2 separate regions of the Anas platyrhynchos genome follow, and region 2 is linked to region 1. A link is a contact called in public Hi-C data. All regions are on one chromosome and are shown on one strand. The core of a region is the stretch at or near the end of the contact, and the rest is flanking DNA. Distances in the headings are between cores, read along the strand shown.

Region 1 (4,000 bases), core at 371-2,870:
GCAGGGTTTCCTTGGGGACAGAAGCATTGTAGGTTTTATTCAAAATAATAATCTAACAGAAAAAAAACACCACACAAGGCTAGAAGATGTGTTTTTAAGAAGTGATAGTAGGTAAGCATGAGCACGGCTTCGTCCTTGCAGACAAATAACCAAAGCAAAATCAAGGCCAACCTTTGTCATCACAGATCAAATCTTACAAATGTCTCCAGCTAAGACAGAAAGATACATTCTAGATAAAGACATAGACGTAAGCAGTCCTTCCAATTCCCTCACAGGGAATCTGTTCTACAGTCCTACCAAAGATTGCTTTAGAAGAGAAAACACCCACGCACGCCCCTTTCATCGACAGATTAATGCACTCTCGCAGTGTTTTGATATAAAAAGGAGAGCAGATGTGGAATAGTTTCCAGAAACAGTAAAAATTAATCTAATTTTGAACTGAATGAAAACCAGACAGACGGATTTTTTTAAAACTAAGGCCTAAAAAAAAAAAAAAAACACGCAAAAATAGGGATTCCAGGTGCTGGACAAACAGGCCTTTGGGGTGCTCATTCAGCACCTGGAAAGTCAGGACCCATGAATTCTGCAGCTTGGAGGCAAAAGCAGGTAATCAACAATCAAACACAAATCCGGTGCTTGTATTTTGTACTGTCTCTTCTGTAGTACTCGAAATAAGACTTGCAGCTTGTCAGACACAGCCATGAGATTCAGAAGGCTGCTCCATATCTAATAGCTCCTTAGAAAAATCTGATTCAGCTTGCAGAATTGACAGGTTTTTACATCTCACTTTTCTTTCATATATGTAGTAGCCCCATAAAATATGTATATACGTACATAAAATCGTATATACTTATGCAAAACTGCCTCCCTCCTTCTATATATTCCTCTTTTGCATCAACTTGGGAAAGGTGGTCTTTGAAAACTAAACCCCTGTCAAAACAAACCTGAACGGCACTAGTTACTGACGCTTCCTGCTCAGAAGCACGAAAACCACTTTGCACTTCTCGGCTGTGATGTGCCACGACACATAACATCTAATTTACGCCCTCCTTTCCAGCGGCACTGCTGTGGGGGCAGCACCGTGCCCGGCTCTTTGCAGGGGCGCTGACCACGTGTGTACTACCAGCTGCATCTTGGCGTCGATATATATACATATATATTTATTTTTTAATTTCCTTTGAGAGGAAGGAGGCGGGAGGGACGTGTTTCTGGCTGTGTGTGTGGAGGTAGAGCTGACGGCTGCCCCCTCCGCCCCACCGCCCCCCGGCCCGCCAGGGCAGCACCCAAGGGCGCCATGTCGGGGGGGAGCGGGCTGCGGGACAAGATGGCGGCTCCCACAGAGCGCTGGGGGTGCCCGGGCAGCTTCCCCGAGGGTTGTCCCACGAACCCCCGCCCCGCCCGGCTCCCTGCGAAGAGGAGGAGGAGGAGGAAGAGGAGGAGAAGGAGGGGAGCGGACACGCACCTTCCCTGAGCACGCCGGGCCGGCTGGGGCCGCAGGGGGCGGAGGAGGAGGAGCGGCTGCGGGGCGGGGGACGGGGACGGGGTCGGGCAGGGCGTCGGGGAGGAACCCGCTCGGGTCCAGAAATTCCCCGTGCCTGCAGCTTCAGAAGTTTCCTGCTGAGCCCAACGCGGTATTTACCCTGCTGTGCGGGTCTGCGGGTCTGTATCATAGAAGCATGAGGGTTGGAAAAGCCCTCCGAGATCACCTGGTGCAACCATCCCCCTGCCACCAATGTCACCACTGACCCGTGTCCCCAAGCACCACGTCCAACCTCTCCTTCAACACCCCCAGGGACAGGGACTCCACCACCTCCCTGGGCAACCCGTCCCAGTGCCTGACTTCTCCTTCTGACAGAAATGTCTCCTCATTTCCAACCTGAACCTCCCCTGGTGCAATATGAGACTATTCCCTCTGGTCCTGTAACTAGTTTTCTGAGAGAAGAGGCCGACCCCCAGCTCCCCGCACCTTCCTTTCAGGCAGTTGCAGAGAGCAATAAAGCCTCCCCTGAGCCTCCTCTTCCCCAGACTAAACACCCTCAGTTCCCTTAGCTGCTCCTCACAGGACTTGTGCTCCAGACCCCTCACCAGCTTCAGGACGGCTGTAGGATGGCTCATTGTGCCTGTTTTGTGAGGGTGTATGGCAAAGGGACAAGGCTTTCACACCTCCTACGCGGTGGCAACTGCCTTCTTGGTGGGTATTTGGGAGCATAACAGGAGCACGTCGCCTGCTGATGGCTTCCAGCGCTGAGAGCTGCCACATGTCTTTATGCTGCTGTGAACTGATATAGGGCCACCACTCTTCACGTTAGGGCCTCATCCACGAGTAACATTGCATTCATTTAAATAAAGGTGTGTTTATGAAAACACTTAAGTAAATGGGTGCAATTTCTTCTGTAGATAAGATCTTAAAATTCAAACATAAGTCTTAATCTGCAAACACTTGAATTTAAGCACTTGATTAGTTCCATTTAAGTCAATGGGACTACCCAAGTGCTTACAGGTAAGTGTTTTTAGGATCAAAGCCCTTGGTATGTTTCCAGAAAGCTGCTTTAGCAGGAAGATGGTGAAGAATTTCCCTCTAATGTTCAACACGGAGTTCTAGTATTCATAAATTTTCTCCCTATGTGAAAAGGCTGTAATACTAGGAAGTTTCACCAGTGTGCACCTTACTGGGGGATTTGGAGGAGACATTATTGTAAGAAATGGCTGTCCCTGCTAGCTTGTCTCTTCCACCCATTTATTTGAGGTGAGTCACTTGTATTTCTTCACTTGTGTTTTTCAGTGGACAATCTAGATAATATTTATTTTTTTTTTTTGCTACAATGGCTATGTCCTCTTCTACATAGATCACAGAGCGCTCCAGTGGGATGCAGTAATCTGTTCCACTCAAACTGCCACAGTCCTTGAGAGTCCTGCTCCACTGAGGGTGGCAAAATAACTGTTTAAAGGAAACTGTTACACATATAAATTGTTATTAGAGATCTGCCTGTCCTTCTGTCTCTTCCCTGTGGATTCTGTATATTCTTTACATACCCTGCCTTACAGGCTGTAAGCATCAGTGTCAGGGACTTTGTAAAGAGATTATACACAGTGAATGAGTAGTTATAAATGAGTTGCTCTAAGTCCTGCAAGAAAATATCCCACCCGTCCTCAGAGGCTGGGAGCTGCCACCACAACTTCTGAAACTTAACTACCAATGTATGGATTTTCTTTTTGCTTCCAATGAGAGACGGAACATAGGACAGATCTGCATGAAGGAGCTCACATAAAAATGTGCTTGTATTTGAATTTAGAATCTGGGTTGACTCCTGAGCATGATTCCTTCTCTCTCTGTTTTCCCCCTTTTCGATTAAATTACTTCCCAAACCTGGCTTCCAATTATTTTTTCCTGAATTAGCTTCCTTTATTAATGCTTCTCCAGCCAAGGATTTAGAAGAATGAGTGATGATAATGAGCCATCTTTTTTCCCTGTCATCAAATAGTCAGATGGATGGAGAAATCTTGCCATGGCTGTCACTGATCCCAGATCAGAAGGAAAAAAAACACACTGCTCATGTCTACTGCTGTCTTTGCTTGTGAGGCAATAAATAAGAGCACGTAAAGAGAGGTAATAACACAACCTAGAACTCCACCCCACTCCTCTTCAGCCAGGAACATGCACAAATCTGTTTATGGGTTTGAAACACATCAATACCCACTTAGCCTCGGGAAAGGTATTTTCATCACACCCATCCCTTACATTATTTTCTCATATTTTGCATTATTCACTAAATGCATAATTTTGTTTTCCTCCACTTAGCAGCTATAGGACTTTCAGATTACTGTTCTTCCCTCCTAGGGATTGTAATTGCAAATCAGGGAGAGGCTGGAGCTGAGGAGACCTGCATTAATTTTCCCAGACTTTAAAAGCTACACTGGGCAAAACCGTAGCCCCCACCCCGCTCCTGAAATCTCCAAATCACCCATGTGATCCATCCTGCATAAATCTGAACCGATTTAG
Region 2 (3,904 bases), core at 138-2,637, 120 kb after region 1:
TGTTTAGAGAAGATCGCCAGGAAATCGCATTTCAGGTCTAATGCAACTGGTTTCTCTGCCCCGATCCCTGTGCCACTCTTCCAAAGGCCCTTGAAACGTGGGCAGATGGAACATGCAGACCCAGATTTGTGATCCAAGTACAGCAAAGTCTGCTGAGGGGCAGGGCCACGAATGTTCAATGAGCTCCAAGCACCATTTTGCAATACCTGCTGCTTGTACAGCACAGAGGGGGGGGGAAAAAAACAGCACCAACCCTAAACGTCTCTGCTAATTCAATAAAAGGTCCTAGTTTTCTTCCAGATCATTTATTTAATTAATGGAAATGTTCCCTTTAGTGGCATTTTTCTGTGTTCTTTTTCCTGTCCATTGAGAGCTTTGTGAAAGCAAGTACTGCAGACAGGCTACAACAAAACCACCACAGGTTTCTACTGGTGGTGACCCTGTAGAGCAAAGATTCAGAAAAGCAAGGACATCGTGTGTCATCCCACAAGGAATGAGGGCTGTAATTTCTTCCCCCAGCTCCCACGGGCAAGTTAAACGATCTAGACTTCTTTTTCTCTAGGTCAGTAGGAACATCTCAAAGCTGACAGATAGATGTCATGGTAAATGGTACAAGTCAGGTGCCCCATTGAGGTTTGGGACTGAAAGGATTTTCCAACCCTTTAAAATAAATGTTCGGTGACAGCTGGCTCTTATTGGAAAAATGGAAACTCTTTGGGGATGGCATGAAGTCCTGAGCATCCACTGAACTCTTCCGATTCTGAGCTGCATAAAGACACGAGGCAATATTGATCCGCACAGCACCTTCCCTTCCCCAAACCAGGCTGCAGGGAGGAGGGACGGGCTCACCCGAGCAAGCAGACAAGCTCAGAGCTTCACTGCACCCGGCTGAAACGGAGGCGAGCCTGGTGCAGAAACCAACCCACCCCTCCCAACAGCGGTCACCCTGTCCCACCCCGATGCCCTGCACAAAGGGCAGTGGTCAGAGGAGGAGAGCCACAAGAACCCTGCCCAGGGCTTCAGCCCAAAGATCTGCAGAGAGCAGAGCTCCCTGCAAGCAGGGAAGGTGCTTGGGCAACAAATTGGTAGGCTGTGCGCTTGGTAGCAACCAAAATAGAAGTCTTTCTCTCGCTTATTCTCCAAGGACCAGAGCTATCATTTCAGGTTTTAATTAAAAGCCTCCCCAAAGCTACTCATTTGATTTTATTTTGCTTTGGTTGTTCTGCAGCAAGTCTGACAACACGGGCACTTTGCAGGCCTGCTTGTATGGCACATGTAATTAAAGCCAACGGGGGTTACGAAGCCTTTAAAACTGAGCCAGGGTGGCTAAAGCTGGCAGCCCAAAATTAGAAGCGAGGTTTGAAAATCCAGGTCCCTGCGTTTGTGTTACAGCAACACCTAGAGGCTGCAGCTCGGATTCATGTCCACCCTCCTGGACACTGCACACAGGCAGGCTTGGATCCCTTTGAGCATCCCCACACACAGCAGTCACTGTCACAGAGGCTACACTCAGTCAGGCCCTGAGCATTTTGCTGAGATGGCTCACCTGGTAGATACATATACACATACACACGAGCATTTTATGCATTTTTTTAAGCAAAACCCACCGAATTACTGAATTGGAGGGCACAACAATTGCAGAACATACTCTGGATGACGTCCATAGGAACGCTACTGCTGTAAATTCCCCTACTCCAGAACGCATTAAATGAGCCATCCAGTTATTTCGCGATCATCTGCAAGCCGAGATCCATGAAAAAATGAAAATTAAATCCATGTGTATGCTTAGTATAGTCTGGCACTTACGTTGTTGCTGATTATAGGAATTCAATGTTTACAATTTACATTCTTTCCCAGACTTTTTTTTTTTTTCCCTCAAATTGAAGCAAAAACTCCCTTGGCCTTATCATAATACTATTTAGGCTGTTGAGGACGGCAGGAGTGCTCCTTTGCAAGAGAAGTGAAGTCCAAGCCTGAGACACCGATCCTGGGCTGAGAACTGAAGGAAACACAAAATAGGATCCAAAATAAAGATGTAGAAAGGAGCTGAGAAAAAAATAATTGCTACCGAACATTTCCAAAGCTGTTTGAGATAACCAAGACTTGGACTCTTCTTTCAAGTATGAAGAAGGTTGATAATTATTTTCTGCAGCTGTCTGGAGCAAGCAGCTGGGTGAAAGACACACTCCAGAAGAGTTGTAGAGCATCTTCTCAAGGTGTCCTGTCGAGAACAGCCAGCTGGACTTTGTCAAAGGCAAGAGATCTGAAATCCTTCAGAGTAAGGGAAGCACTGGTGTTCCTTCAAGACCCAAAATGGGACTCTAGAGGGGCATGGACTCTCACATACAGGCAGGTTGTTGGATTGGTACCATATAAAACATGAGGAGCTGCTTCAAGCCTGGCAGCTGCCTATCCTCACACCTTCACAGTAAGTCTTTCTGGACCCAGGTAGGTTGAGAAGCGTGAGGGCACAGCAGCAACTCCAAAAGGAGCTGGAAGCAGGCAGAGCTGGTGCAAAGTAACACCTGACCTCGTTAGTCCCAGCCTGACTCTACCTAGAGAGCACCTGGATGGGTTTACTGGACCTATAAAAAGCGTACTCAACCTACTGCCACGGTGCCAGGGCACTTCTTCCTTGCTTACCTCTCAAACCTTGCTCCGTGCATCAGCTGGCTTCAGAGGGGTGCAGGTGCATGAAGCTCCTTGTGCAAACACCAGCAGTCATGCTGTCCTTGGGCTTGGAGCCTACTGGATGAAGTCTTCTTGGATTTCTAGTCCTGTTTTCTTAAGAATGTGTCCTCAAATCCTGACCTGCCTCCCCACCCCCGACCATGTTAAATTGAATGATTTGGGGTGCGTTTGTCCAAAATTCATTTTATCCAGTTGTGAAACTGCACCTTTAGGGAACTACCTCAATTTGTTGAGACAGGACCAGCCTCTGCCAGGGCTCCAGAAAACAAAATTACGTGGTGACAACAGATAGATAAAACAAGGCAGAGCAAACCCAGAGGGGGAGGGAAGCAGAGTATTTCAAGTTATTTTGAACATAAAAGGCCTAAAATCAGCTGAGAAACCTCTGGTTAAACCACACCCCATGACCATGTAGTCTTTACAGTCCCTCCAACAGTCAGAACGAGAAATACCAGTGGGAGAAGAGTGCCCTGGGAGGGCAGTGCCTGGGCCTGTGGGCACAGAACCATGATGTAGCTGAATGTGAACACTAATACCTAAGAAAACCAGTTAAAAAAATAAAAATAAAGTTGCTGGGCTCCTCTCTAGTTCTGAGAGAGCAATTCTGAGAAAGCAGAATCAGCAACAACTCTAACACATTATAACTGAGAGAACTGCAGATACCAAAGCAGGCGTGGGCACCAGTATCTTTACGAAGGAACGCAGTTTTTGATGTGTTACTGTTAAAGGACGCTTCATTTTTTAATGCCTCATTTCTTTTCCAGTCTTTTACAACACTAATTGATCAGAAACAGGCTATGAAAGCATCTCCTCCAGTGCAGTAAGCTCTGTCTTGAGAGAGGTAGTTGTTATAATTTGTTTTGTCAGGTCTTTTCCCACTCTTCAGATCTACAAACTCACCATTTGCCTCTGCTGTCCTCAGAGGTTGAAAAAACTTCCACCTTTCACTACAACCTCAGAATTTATTGGCTCTCTATATAAATTAATATTCAAGAGGATAAGTTACGTTGAAGTCTTTCCCAAGAAGCATTCACTGCCTGTGGAGAGAAGGAACTGAGGAAAGAAGGGAAAGCCTGCGCACACCAGACATCAGGCTAATGCTAACAGCAGAGGTGCAATCAGCAGCTCACAATCAAGTTTTTTTTTGTTTTTATATACAAAAACAACGAGAAACTGCTGTTATGGAAACTAGGGCAGCAGCGTAAGCCAAAGC

Evidence for each region. A called contact is a pair of places that touch in the nucleus more often than the background predicts.
Region 2: a Hi-C map of liver shows a contact between it and region 1, with 2.2 times the contacts expected there. The contact joins the enhancer-like site here to the promoter of CPQ in region 1. A contact is called at or near these places in 2 of 8 Hi-C or Micro-C datasets (liver and skeletal muscle).

The regions. Positions count from the first base shown.
Region 1 is chr2:23,450,978-23,454,977 of IASCAAS_PekinDuck_T2T, forward strand. It overlaps CPQ (carboxypeptidase Q), which reads right to left and starts at 1,621. Exons shown (of 8, transcript XM_027452499.3): 1 at 1,463-1,621.
Region 2 is chr2:23,571,179-23,575,082 of IASCAAS_PekinDuck_T2T, forward strand. No RefSeq gene overlaps it. Among named protein-coding and RNA genes, the nearest start is that of PTDSS1, 30 kb to the right of the region's middle. Within about 2 kb of position 1,388, at least 2 of the 8 cell types and tissues checked have an H3K27ac peak or open chromatin away from gene starts, as enhancers often do.